Linked DNA regions of Mus musculus: all the other regions are linked to region 1. A link is a contact called in public HiChIP or PLAC-seq data. All regions are on one chromosome and are shown on one strand. The core of a region is the stretch at or near the end of the contact, and the rest is flanking DNA. Distances in the headings are between cores, read along the strand shown. Region 1 overlaps Ank3 (ankyrin 3, epithelial). Region 2 overlaps Slc16a9 (solute carrier family 16 (monocarboxylic acid transporters), member 9). Region 3 has its middle 26 kb from the start of Ank3. Region 4 overlaps Ccdc6 (coiled-coil domain containing 6).

Region 1 (2,792 bases), core at 104-2,603:
CAGGTTCTCCCAGCATCCTTCAGTCCCTACCTGTTTCAGGGTATGGCTGGCATACTCTGCCCTCTATCCTGAACTTTCCAGCCTAGGGGCTGGGCTGCCCTTACCCCAGAGGCTCTCCCCTGTATAATCCTCTCCCCCTCCCCCTCCCCCACCCCCTTTTGCTCCTTTTGTACCTTTGTCCTCCTGGCTATTATACTTGTTTTCCCTCTCTCCTTTCTCCTGTCCCACAGGTGGTCAGGGTCATGACCACTCAAGTCTCTACCAGACGAGTCTGCCTCTGTGTCTCTCTTATATCTATAATAAACTTTCTCCTCCACCATACCTAGGAGCGGTCATGTCCTTTCCTCTCCTTTTTATTTCTTTTATTTCACTCAAAGCACCCACTCTCTTCCTGCCTCTGGACAACTTTGTACAAGAAACACAGCCTTATAAAGCACCGCTGTCCGGATTTGTAAACTCAGAACATCAAACTCCTAAATCCGGAGAGGATGGGTTTGCTTCCGAGAGAGGTGTCCTGCCTTGTACCTGGGTTCCCAGGCATTTAGCCCGAGCCTTCTGAGACTCCGTTGTAAAGGACCAGAGTGTGTTCACTGAGCCCTTCCCATCCCTCTATGGGTTGAATTAAGGAGCTTACTTCAAATACAGCTGGGGAAAACACAAGCATCAAGTCTGTCTGCACAGTCAACCTTTGCCAAGGCCTGCTCAGACTTGTCCCCTGTGTGACAGGACATTCTCAGGACAAGCTCCAGAGAGTTTCCTTTCTTAAGACTCAAACACGCAGCAGCAGAGGGACAGTGGTGTCACAAGGCTTTTAATCCCAGCAGAGGCAGGTGGATCTCTGTGTTCGAGGCCAGCCTGGTCTACACAGTGAATTCCAGGAGAACCGGGATTATTCAGAGAGACCCTATCGCAAAAAAGCAAAAGCGAAAACCACACCAAACCAAAAGGCTCGAGCATGGGCTTACTCTAAGGACCCAGGATCTCAGGTGACTCAATGGCGTGCAGCTCATTTGCTCAAAGGTTTACTCTCATAAAAGAATTGGCGTTTAAACAAATTACCCACCCAACCGTTCTCTGTCCAACAGCTGAGACTGGGCCGCCTGTTTCAGCCGTCAGTAGGGACCCGTACAAAGACGGAGGTTCACCACACAAAGATACAGCAGGTGCCCCTGGGCAGGTCCCAGGAATGCTTTTCTTATCTTTTCTTTCTTTCCTTTTTGGCTATAATCCATCCCAGGGTAACTGACTACAATGTCCCTCTGTTGGGAAAACTTGAGTCATAGGAAAATGAAAGTTAAGCCACGTCCTGCTTTAGAGCCTTACTTTTTTTTTTTTTCTCCTATGGAAAAAGAGTGACTCATGGCCATTCAGAGGTCCCCTCCCTTCTCAGAAGGCAGAGGCTTCTGACACACTGGGCAGGCCAGCAGCTCCTAAAATACTTTTTTTGGTAGACGCTGTTGGGTTTCCAAAGACCAAGGCGCTGCCGGCTGTGTACTGAGTGCCAAGCTCCCTCCTCTCCACTGAATTTCAGGCCCCCCTGAGGCAGAGGCACAGAGGTTCTGAAGGCAAGGTCACAAGGCAGCGTTTGAGGGAAGCAGAAGCCTGCCAGGAAGGGTTGGCTGGAGTCAACCTATACCTCAAAATCACTAGTCAATCAACGTCTTCCCCGGGACTGGGCATTTTCGTTCTTTCTCTGAGTGCCTGGGCTTACTCTGAATGAAATGTCAACACTTTACTAGGGATTATTTATTTCAACCGTACTAAGGGTTATTTACTTTAACAATAGCAAGCATTGTCTTATTAAAAAACAAAACAACAACAAAGGTTAATATCATTTAAGCTCACAAATTCTTGGACAAATAGTATTATTATTTTTTAAGACAGGGTCTCACTATGTAGCTCTGGCTAGCCTGGGACTAGCCAGACCTGGCTGGCCTCAAACTCAGAGCTCTCCTGCTCTTGACATTATGCCCAGCTGTCTGTTTATATGCATGTATGTATAATGTATATATGTATGTATATGTGTGTATACATACATACACACACACATATACACATGCATGTATAAATGTATAATATATATGTACATACATACATATCATTCATACATATGTACATTATCATTATTTTTATCTGAAAGAAAGTCTCCTTCTGTAGATCAGGCTGATTTTGAACTCATAGTAATCCTCCTGACTCAGCCTTACAAGGGCTGGCAGTCATGTCTAGTTTGCTTCAAGATTCTATACGTCAGAAAGAAAACAACAAAACCCCTCTAACTGGAGGAATCATAACATTACCGCAGTGAGGTGAATGAAGCTGTTCAGGTCGGTCTTTTTTATAACCGTTTAATGTCAGGCTCTCTCTCAGGTAAGAGGAACCTGAGTGGGGCCCTGAAGAACCAGCCGTTTTGCACTGTCAGCTTTATTCCCACCAGCACAGGAGGCTTTGTCTACTCCCAAGGACATTTGGAAAGATTAACAAAGTACAGTGATTTAATGGGCATTCCGTCTTTGTCTCTGGAAGAGCAATCCCTCCACACGCGATGCATCATGTGCCGCTGGCAAGACCCTCGCTTGGGTTGGATGGCAGGACTACTCACCAGGGCTTTGGCATTGGGGCTAGCTTTCTTATCCAAAAGAACCTTGGCAACTTTGTAATGGCCGCAGTGGGCAGCCACATGGAGGGCAGTCAGGTAGTCGTTGGTGACGTCGTCCACGGGCACGTTGTGCTGGAGGAGGAGTTGGACGCAGTTTAAATGGTCTCCTTGTGTGGCCATGTGCAGTGGCGACAAT
Region 2 (2,792 bases), core at 160-2,659, 390 kb before region 1:
CCAACAAACAAATAGAATATATAGCTTTAAGAAAGAAATTATGCCCCTTGGGGGAAAACAGTCATTATATTTCTCTCCTGGCATCGCTCCCTCCTAAAATATTTCTGAGGATCCAAGAACCAAGACCAGCCAGGTCTGCTACATCGAAGCCATAAGTTAGCCAGCATACAATGAGAAATAATCCTGTGGTAAATGGGTGGACCCTGTGTGCAAGGAGAATTTCCTACTAGAAGGACCCGGTCATGTGAGTGCCTTGAGTCTTCCTCAGTAGGTAGGAGTCTAGTGTGGCTGGCTCCTCCCTCTTTGCTGCAGCTGACATCATGGATCTCAAACTCACTCGAAGAAAGACAACCTTTGATCACATAAGTATTGGTTGACTTTTGCTGGCTGGTTGCTTTCTGGTATTTGTACGTAATGGTATGTGTTGGGGTGGGGGGACAATAACCAAAGCCCATTTAGTTGCCAGCCCAAAAAGGCCTGCACATGGGAACTCGCCTATGCCACAGACTCCTACTGAAGGATGTAAGTCAGTCCAAGTCAGTCCTCAAAGGAGTTAAGGGTACTTTGCAGCTCAGGGCTAATTCTTATCTGCAGCCCTGGCAGCGTTCAAAACACGTTGAGCCAGCGGACCTGCCTGCAGCGACTTAGTTGGCTACTGACTCATGGTGGCACATGGAAGGCTAGAAGAATGAAAACCAAAACTGGGAGGTGGGGGGACTGCTAAGTCTGCCTTGAACCTCAAACTAGAGGACCAGAGAGTCCCCCATTGTTTCAGTAACAAAGTTGGCTCCATTCCCCTCCTTGTACTTGGAGAATGGCATGTGGACGGGGTAGGGGGTTGGGGAGGGTGGAGGTGGGAGTTGGAGATTTGGGGGGGCTGCTTAAGCACATCTCAGACTTCTTCTAGACATGGCAGTCATCTGATTCAGCGACCTACTACCCGTTCTATGCTCGTCTGAATCAACCAACTGCAGAAACAAAACCAACAGGAAACACACTGGGAAATTTATTGCAAGGGCTCTGTGGGCTAAGGGCCATGAGATGCTTGCCTAGGTAAGCAAATCTAAGATCAGCAGGGCAAGCCACCAGGAGAGGCAAGCTGGGACTCTCAGGCAGAGCTGCTTTTTTTTTTTTTTTCTGGGAAAGTTCCATTCTTCTCTGGAGTCCACCCAGATTAGGATAAGCTCTTTTTCTGAAAGCCGATTGCATACTTAACGTCTTCAGCAAACCCAGCTCTGCCAACTTCAGGACTTAAGCAACCAAAGAAGGAATGTAGCTTAGTAAAATTGACAAAGAGAACTAACCTTCTCCTCTCCCACCATAAGCCTTCTTCTTCAGTCAAACTCATCTCCCCGGAATGTGTCATGAACAGTGCACGCTCTGGGTCTGAGCCATCCAAAGATTCTTCAAGGCCTGCTGGCTCCTTGCCTGCCTACCCATGACAACCCACTTTCCTGTCAGCCCACCTCAGACGATCTCAATAAAACTAGTCAAGAAAAAGAAAAGGAAGCAAAGACTGATGAGGTCATTCTGTTGATAAAGTACTTGCTTTGCACGAAGACCTGAGCTCCTCTGCAGAACCTTCTAGAAAGAAGGGTTTGGTGATCTATGCTGGAATCCCATTGCTGGGAGATGGGGGACTGGAGGTTCCCTGAGGAGTTCCCCAGGACTCACTGCCTGGGTAACCTCGCTGAATCTGACAGCCGGAGGTGTTGTGACACCTAAGGAAGGACTTAAGATTGATCTCTAGTCTCTATCTACATGTGCCCAGATGCGCATGCACTGATGCGCATGAGCACGTGCACACACACACACACACACACACACACACACACACACACACAGAGCTCTGGGGGAAGACACTGAAAATAGAGGGGGTAGGCTGACACCAATCACACTACAGGTAACACCCATACACAATGGAACTTTTGAACAAGCCCAGACACACTCACCTCAGTTACACACGAACCTTCCAAATACTGTGAAGCTTATCTGACCTTCAGTACAATGGACCCCCACCCTACGAAGGACTCAGACTTTGCCTTTCTTTCTAGACAGCCTGATTGTCCTTCCCCCACCCCATCCCCACCTTTGCACTAATCAGAACGCCTGACTCACAAGTCACGCAACTTCTAAGCTCTTTGCTATGAATAAAGCTTCATTCTGGAAAACCCCGGAGCTTATGTGTAAGGCTGTCTTAGGCCTGCCTGCTTGGATTACAATCTCATTTAGCTTCCAAATAAATACAACTTTCTTGGGCCTTGCCTTGGTTAATTTTATCCAGGAATCTCCAGAGACGACCCCACGCCTCCTCGTGTCTACACCCTGAGACTACAAGACCCATAGTAGGCATGCATTTTGTAAACTCTCTTGGCATGCCCACGGGGATGGGCTGTGTCCTGTTCTACAGGACTTGACTCCACCCTGTATAGTCATATTGCTTTGGCCCCAAATGACTCCTTATAAAACTGAAATTTGCTCCATCTCTAGGGCAAATGCTGAGAATGGATTCTACATCTTGGTTGTGCGGGCCAACAAAACCCCATCTACTCACAAGTTAACCCAGCTGAATCAGGCACAGGAAGATGGATCGAGACCACCCCAGATAAACCATACCTCTAAGCTTATCGCTCCCGTTAGATGTAACCCTCTTCCTTGGGTCAAGTAAAAGTGAAGGACACCAAATTTGGGGGTATAGAGGCACACACTGACATCTCATCAGACAGCAGGTGTGGGTCATAAGATCAACTGTGTCCCCCCTGCAGCCTCAACTACTCAGTGTGTTCCCTCTG
Region 3 (2,792 bases), core at 122-2,621, 360 kb after region 1:
CTGGGTTTTAGTCAGAAAGATGCTCCAGCAGTATCTGGGAGATGAGGCTTTAGAACATGGAACAGAAAGCTAATCCTGTTATTGACGATGACTTAGAGAGGTCTTTGTTTGAAACTCAAATCTTGAAACCTAGATAAAAAGCTAGGCAGGAACGTGTGCCAGGGCTGAGGAGACAAAGGGGGGTGGGTTCAGGACCCCAGCTTAGCCTACTTGCTGAGTTCCAAGGCAGATTCTGTCTCTAAAGACAATGTGGGACTGATGGTATGGTAAGGGCACTGACTACAAAGCTTGACAACTTAAAAACCAATGCCCACAAGTTGCCTTTGACCTCTAGGTGTGTACAATGGCACACATTCATGGTTGCAGATACATCACATACACACACACAAATAAATAATTAAAAAGATGTAGATGGCTCCAGAGGAACCAGACCTGAGCTAGTGGAGTGATAACCAGTGTTGCCCCTCTGACGTCCATGTGTGTGATATGTACACTGAACATACACACATGCATTTATACCCCTAAGAACACCAAGACACAAACCAATCAGCAATCCAGCAACATTGTATCAAAACATAATGATGTGCCCGGCATCTTGGTGCACGCCTTTAATCCCAGCACTTGGGAAGCAGAGGCAGGCAGATTTCTGAGTTTGAGGCCAGCCTGGTCTACAGAGTGAGTTCCAGGACAGCCAGGGCGACACAGAGAAACCCTGTCTCGAAAAACCAAAACCAAAAACAAAACAAAACAAAACAAAAAACAAAAACCATAATGATGTGAGACATCAGGACAGAGTATCAACTCAACTCACTTACTACTACACAATTTAAATGTAGCCAGGCCAACCATCAGATCATCTGTGACAGACAGCATGGCAGACAGCTTTATCACCAACATCCTCAATTTTGGCAATATTCATAAACTCATGTAGTGGTTTCTCTTCTTTTAAGGTAAACTTTTCCCTTTACTTTATGAATTACTTTATGAGTTACTTGGCAAAATGAAGTAGAACAAATGGACCCTTCATTATATTACTGTTTCTTTATATAAGAAAGAAAATATCTCCTTTGAAATTTGAAATGAACCAATTGTTATAATGTTAATTTCCAAGTCCTTGCAAAATGAATCAGTATATTTGACTTAATTCAAAATATGGGAGTTGTAACTGGGTCTATTCATTTCAAGAAGAACTCACCAGGTCTTTTTATCGAATGGCATTTTATAGAAAAGCGTCCCCTAGAAAAGCAGATGTTTTCTCAGTGATTCAGAGTGAAACATCAGTACGTGGTCGAAAGGTTCTGCCACACTGAATATTTACAACCATTATGATACAGAAACAGATTCCCATGACTCATGTCAGAAATAGTGTTCCTAAGATGACGATTTCCTAAGTACTAATGGTAAATAGAAAGGATGACTAACTTCCTGGCTTGTTATTAACCCCTGAAGACGCATCCTTAAAATTGTGTGCTGAGGACCTGTGGCGGGCTGGTGAAATGATTAAAAAATTCAGAGCTTGTTCATTTGCCAAGGGTACTGCTTACAGTTCCCGTTGCTATGACACCATGCCTGAGAAGAAGCAACTTAAGGAAGGAAGGGTCCAATTGGGCTCACAGTTCTGTGGTCCAGTCAAAGCATGGTCATGAAGTCACGGCAGCTAGAACAAGAAGTAGCTGGTTGCTCGGCATCTGCAGCTGGCAAGCACAGAGAGACGCACAAACTGCTCCTTTACCTTCTCTGTCTTATTCAGTACAGGTCCATGGTATGACCATGGTAGGCACACGGTTAACGTGGGACCGCCCACCTCAACTAACCTAAAGTAGATGCTCTCTCACAGACTTGCCCAGGAGCTGGTCTCCATTTGTTGTGTTTTATAAAAAGGAAAGGAAGCCAGGGATGTGTATGGTAGAGTGAGGTATGATGAGGTGGAAGGGGGCGCCTCTGCGGGTTCATGCTGAGGCATCCCTTCCCCCTGAGGGACCAGCCACAGGACAGTATAGTATGGAGGAGAGTTTATTCAGGGCATGGGGAGGGGAGTTGAGGGAAATAGAGACAGAGAGAGGGAGAGGGAAGGGAGAGGGAGAAGGAAGGGAGAGGGAGAGGGAGAGGGGAGGGAGAGGGAGGGGGAGAGGCTGGTCATGAACATGTGCAGAAAGAGGGGGGAGGGAAATAGGGAGAGAAGGGACTGAGAGGGAAGAGAGGGAAGAGAGTGAGGAGGGGGCCAGCAGCCCCTTTTATAGTGAGTCAGGCACACCTGGCTGTTCCCAGGTAACTGTGGGGCGGAGCCTAGAAGGAATGCTAACACCATTGTGTTTCTAGAACCTGCTGAGGTTGAAAATGATGTTGTTCAGGGGCCTAGCAAACACAGAAGTGAATGCTCACAGTCAGCTATTGGATGGATCACAGGGCCCCCAATGGAGGAGCTAGAGAAAGTACCCAAGGAGCTAAAGGGATCTGCAACCCTATAGGTGGAACAACAATATGAACTAACCAGTACCCCGGAGCTCTTGTCTCTAGCTGCACATGTATCAAAAGATGGCCTAGTCGGCCATCACTGGAAAGAGAGGCCCATTGGACTTGCAAACTTTATATGCCCCAGTACAGGGGAACGCCAGGGCCAAAAAGTGGGAGTGGGTGGGTAGGGGAGGTGGGGGGGAGGGTATGGGAGACTTTTGGGATAGCATTGGAAATGTAAAGGAGGAAAATACCTAATAAAAAATATTTTTAAAAAAATGATGTTGTTAAACCTCCACAGTAGATAAGAAGAGTTCCCTTCTGTTAATGGGCATGTG
Region 4 (2,792 bases), core at 150-2,649, 260 kb before region 1:
TCTAGTTTATGTGACAGTTAGGACAACATTCTCTACGGCAATCTAATTGCAAATTCGGTTCCCTAGGCCAGCTTTCAACAGCGCATCCGGGCCACAAAGTGACTGAAGGATGGTACGGAAACAAAATGGCCTGGGTCTCAGTTTGGGAAGCAGGGGTTCTGTGGACGTTGGAGAAAGGAGTCTTTCTTCCTCTTTATGCGCACACCCACCTATGCTATGTGTACCTGCCAGATAGAAGATTACTGCTTTACTTTCTAACAGAAGGATCTCCCCCCACCCCCACCCCCACCCCACACCCCCGCCACAACAGTCAAATTCCTTCCTTTACACAGCAAATGCTGGTGGCCTTTCCAGCTGGCAAGAAGCCAATCACACCCACCCTAACTATGCTACAATGTGAAACGCTGCCCAACCACGACTATGTCTGAGGTGTGAAGAGATAAGAAGGTGTTGCAAGATCCCCACCTGAGGGTTCCCCAGAACTACCCTATCTATCATCTTGCTCCCTAACCACACCCAAGATCTAAGCACCAGCGAGGCAATGCTATGAGCTGGCTGGCCCCTGCTCCCTTCGCTGATCTGCCTTCACCAGTTGCAGCTTCAGCCGAGCAAAGCTGATCCAAGAGCAAATACACTTATCAGAGTGCAGGAAACATCAACTCCTTCAAGAGAAGCCATACTGATGGCAGAAGGGCGAGCAACGGACAGTGATGGGGGCGATATCTATCTCCTTACGGCTGGACACGGTGGTCACTTCCAAAGCTTCTGTCATGCTGTTACAAAGACCATGCTGAAAACTGTATCCTGTACTGTCCCAACTCATCTATTTGGCCCTGGTTATTTATTCCCTTCAGCCCATCGCTGCATCCTGTGCTTGCTTTAAGTGTCTAGGAGCATGACAATTCAGAGAACTGACTTCCCTCTGACTTGTGCTTAAGAGACAGCTGGCTGGTGTTTGTTCTGTGGAGGTGTGATGCTCTTTCGCGCCTTCCCGAGGGAGAGGTAGGAAGACTATAAACCTTGCTCTTAAGGACTCATTTCCAGTGTGAAGGTTTTCTTCTGCTTGGACACCTGAGTACAGGAGCAAGACTACATTAACTCCTTGTGATCGTATGCTCTGTGTGTGTGTGTGTGTGTGTGTGTGTGTGTGTGTGTGTTCCACTGTAGTAGAGCATTCCAGATTTAGGGGTGGAAGGGTAACAAGAGAGGAGAAAGACCTCAATCTCTCCTGAAGGAGCCTCCTGGAAAGCTTGCTGCCCAGTGCAATGGGGATAAGGGTGGTCTTGAATCCTGTTAACTATAGTTCCCCAAAGACTGAAAACCAAGAATTACAGCCACTTGGCCAAGAACCCAGCCAAGCTGCCTGGCACTCTAGCCAGTCTCTCGGCCTTATCACACTTCCTGAGACTGTTCGTTCACAGCTGTCTGAAGGCTCTGCTGGGCCAATCCACCGGCAGCATTACCTTATCCATCCTGCTTGCTCAGAATTATTTTCCATATTCCATACCAGTTATGGGATGGAGTGGGTCCCTCCCAATAGATAGGTCAAAGTCCTAATTCCCAAGGACCAGTGAGTCCCGAGGGTGACCTTATTTGGAAATAAAGTCTCTTCAGATAAAGCTAAGATGAGGTCATGAGGGTGGGCCCTACAGTAACTCCCGATGTCCATAACAAGAGAAACCAGAAACACAAGGAGGGGTGGGGGTTGAGGGCAGCAGCACTGTAGCTAGAGATAGGAACTGAAGTGCTCCAGGCCAGGAAAACTCCTGGCTGGGAGGAACAGGAAGAATCAAGCAAGGATTCCCTGAAGACTAAGAAACCGCCCTGGCCAGTATCTGGCCACGGGACGACCAGTGTCCACATCTCAGTAGAGAGTGAAGATCTGTTGTAAACCCCAAGACTGGAGGATGCAAGTCTTACACTCCTTGGGAAAGTAGCTTACTCCTCAAACAACACTCGTGTGTATACACACACACACACACACACACACACACACACACACACACAAATCCTCTAAAGCACCTCACCTGTAAGGAGCTACGAAAACACATTTCCACATCCCTTATCCTTAATATTCCAAAGGAGCCTCCAGGCTTCATTCAAGATTTTTAAAAACACATTTATCTCTATTTCTGGAGGTTCTGTAGTAAACTGGGGAAGGTCTGTCTAGCTTTCAAAATTAGTAAGGACATGGGTTGCATCGTCTTAAGTGTTTCTTCATGAAGAAGGAATGTTCCCCAACTCACTGACTGGGACACTGCCTGCATCCAACACGATGCAGCTCCTGGCTTGCACGTCAGAAGGAAATAGAGAGGCAGCAGTTGCTGTATGTGTAGACACTCATTTCCTTACACATTTACCAGGCAAATGCAGCCAACGCATTAACCATGCCACAAGCACGGTAACCCAGTAAAAGGCCAGGAAGAGGCAGGACATTACACTTTTATTAGGAAGGTGACGAAGAGACATATTAGTGTCTGATGAAAATACGTCAGCTTGCCTCCTGTTCTCCAACCCAGGCAAACACAGGGAGCTACAGTCATTGAGACGTGTATTGGTGTGTGTGTGTGTGTGTGTGTGTGTGTGTGTGTGTGTGTGGCCACGTGTGGAGTTGTGTATGTGGGTGTAAGTGACACTGGGTGTCTTTCCTGATCACCCTATCGGACATGCTGAAGCTAGGTATCTCACTTGAACCCAGAGCTCACTAATTCAGACAGTCTAGACAGCCGGGACACTCCCTCTGCCACCACATACAAGCACATGTCCCCCTGAAACTGACAAGACTCTGGGAT

Evidence for each region. HiChIP or PLAC-seq counts read pairs in DNA pulled down with a chosen protein or histone mark.
Region 2: an H3K27ac HiChIP or PLAC-seq map of extraembryonic endoderm stem cells shows a contact between it and region 1, with 2.9 times the contacts expected there. The contact joins two enhancer-like sites. A contact is called at or near these places in 1 of 484 Hi-C or Micro-C datasets (olfactory sensory neurons) and 5 of 115 datasets of contacts at active chromatin or transcription factors (the NIH/3T3 cell line, embryonic stem cells, extraembryonic endoderm stem cells and 1 more).
Region 3: a FOXA1 HiChIP or PLAC-seq map of pancreatic cancer cells shows a contact between it and region 1. The contact joins two enhancer-like sites. A contact is called at or near these places in 1 of 15 datasets of contacts at CTCF or cohesin (the NIH/3T3 cell line) and 1 of 115 datasets of contacts at active chromatin or transcription factors (pancreatic cancer cells).
Region 4: an H3K27ac HiChIP or PLAC-seq map of extraembryonic endoderm stem cells shows a contact between it and region 1. The contact joins two enhancer-like sites. A contact is called at or near these places in 1 of 15 datasets of contacts at CTCF or cohesin (embryonic stem cells), 3 of 484 Hi-C or Micro-C datasets (cerebral cortex, embryonic stem cells and uterus), 7 of 115 datasets of contacts at active chromatin or transcription factors (embryonic stem cells, extraembryonic endoderm stem cells and trophoblast stem cells) and 1 of 9 other capture datasets (embryonic stem cells).

The regions. Positions count from the first base shown.
Region 1 is chr10:69,871,007-69,873,798 of GRCm38.p6, reverse strand. It overlaps Ank3 (ankyrin 3, epithelial), which reads right to left. Exons shown (of 43, transcript NM_146005.3): 10 at 2,600-2,792. Among named protein-coding and RNA genes, the nearest start is that of Gm33416, 6.0 kb to the right of the region's middle. Within about 2 kb of position 1,353, at least 145 of the 459 cell types and tissues checked have an H3K27ac peak or open chromatin away from gene starts, as enhancers often do. A contact at or near this core is called in the NIH/3T3 cell line, extraembryonic endoderm stem cells, pancreatic cancer cells and 1 more, where this site is marked.
Region 2 is chr10:70,262,353-70,265,144 of GRCm38.p6, reverse strand. The region is part of intron 2 of Slc16a9 (solute carrier family 16 (monocarboxylic acid transporters), member 9); the gene reads right to left. Among named protein-coding and RNA genes, the nearest start is that of Slc16a9, 18 kb to the right of the region's middle. Within about 2 kb of position 1,409, at least 38 of the 459 cell types and tissues checked have an H3K27ac peak or open chromatin away from gene starts, as enhancers often do. A contact at or near this core is called in the NIH/3T3 cell line and extraembryonic endoderm stem cells, where this site is marked.
Region 3 is chr10:69,506,495-69,509,286 of GRCm38.p6, reverse strand. No RefSeq gene overlaps it. Among named protein-coding and RNA genes, the nearest start is that of Ank3, 26 kb to the left of the region's middle. Within about 2 kb of position 1,371, at least 29 of the 459 cell types and tissues checked have an H3K27ac peak or open chromatin away from gene starts, as enhancers often do. A contact at or near this core is called in pancreatic cancer cells, where this site is marked.
Region 4 is chr10:70,131,063-70,133,854 of GRCm38.p6, reverse strand. All of the region lies in intron 1 of Ccdc6 (coiled-coil domain containing 6), which reads right to left. Among named protein-coding and RNA genes, the nearest start is that of Gm51771, 22 kb to the right of the region's middle. Within about 2 kb of position 1,399, at least 86 of the 459 cell types and tissues checked have an H3K27ac peak or open chromatin away from gene starts, as enhancers often do. A contact at or near this core is called in extraembryonic endoderm stem cells and uterus, where this site is marked.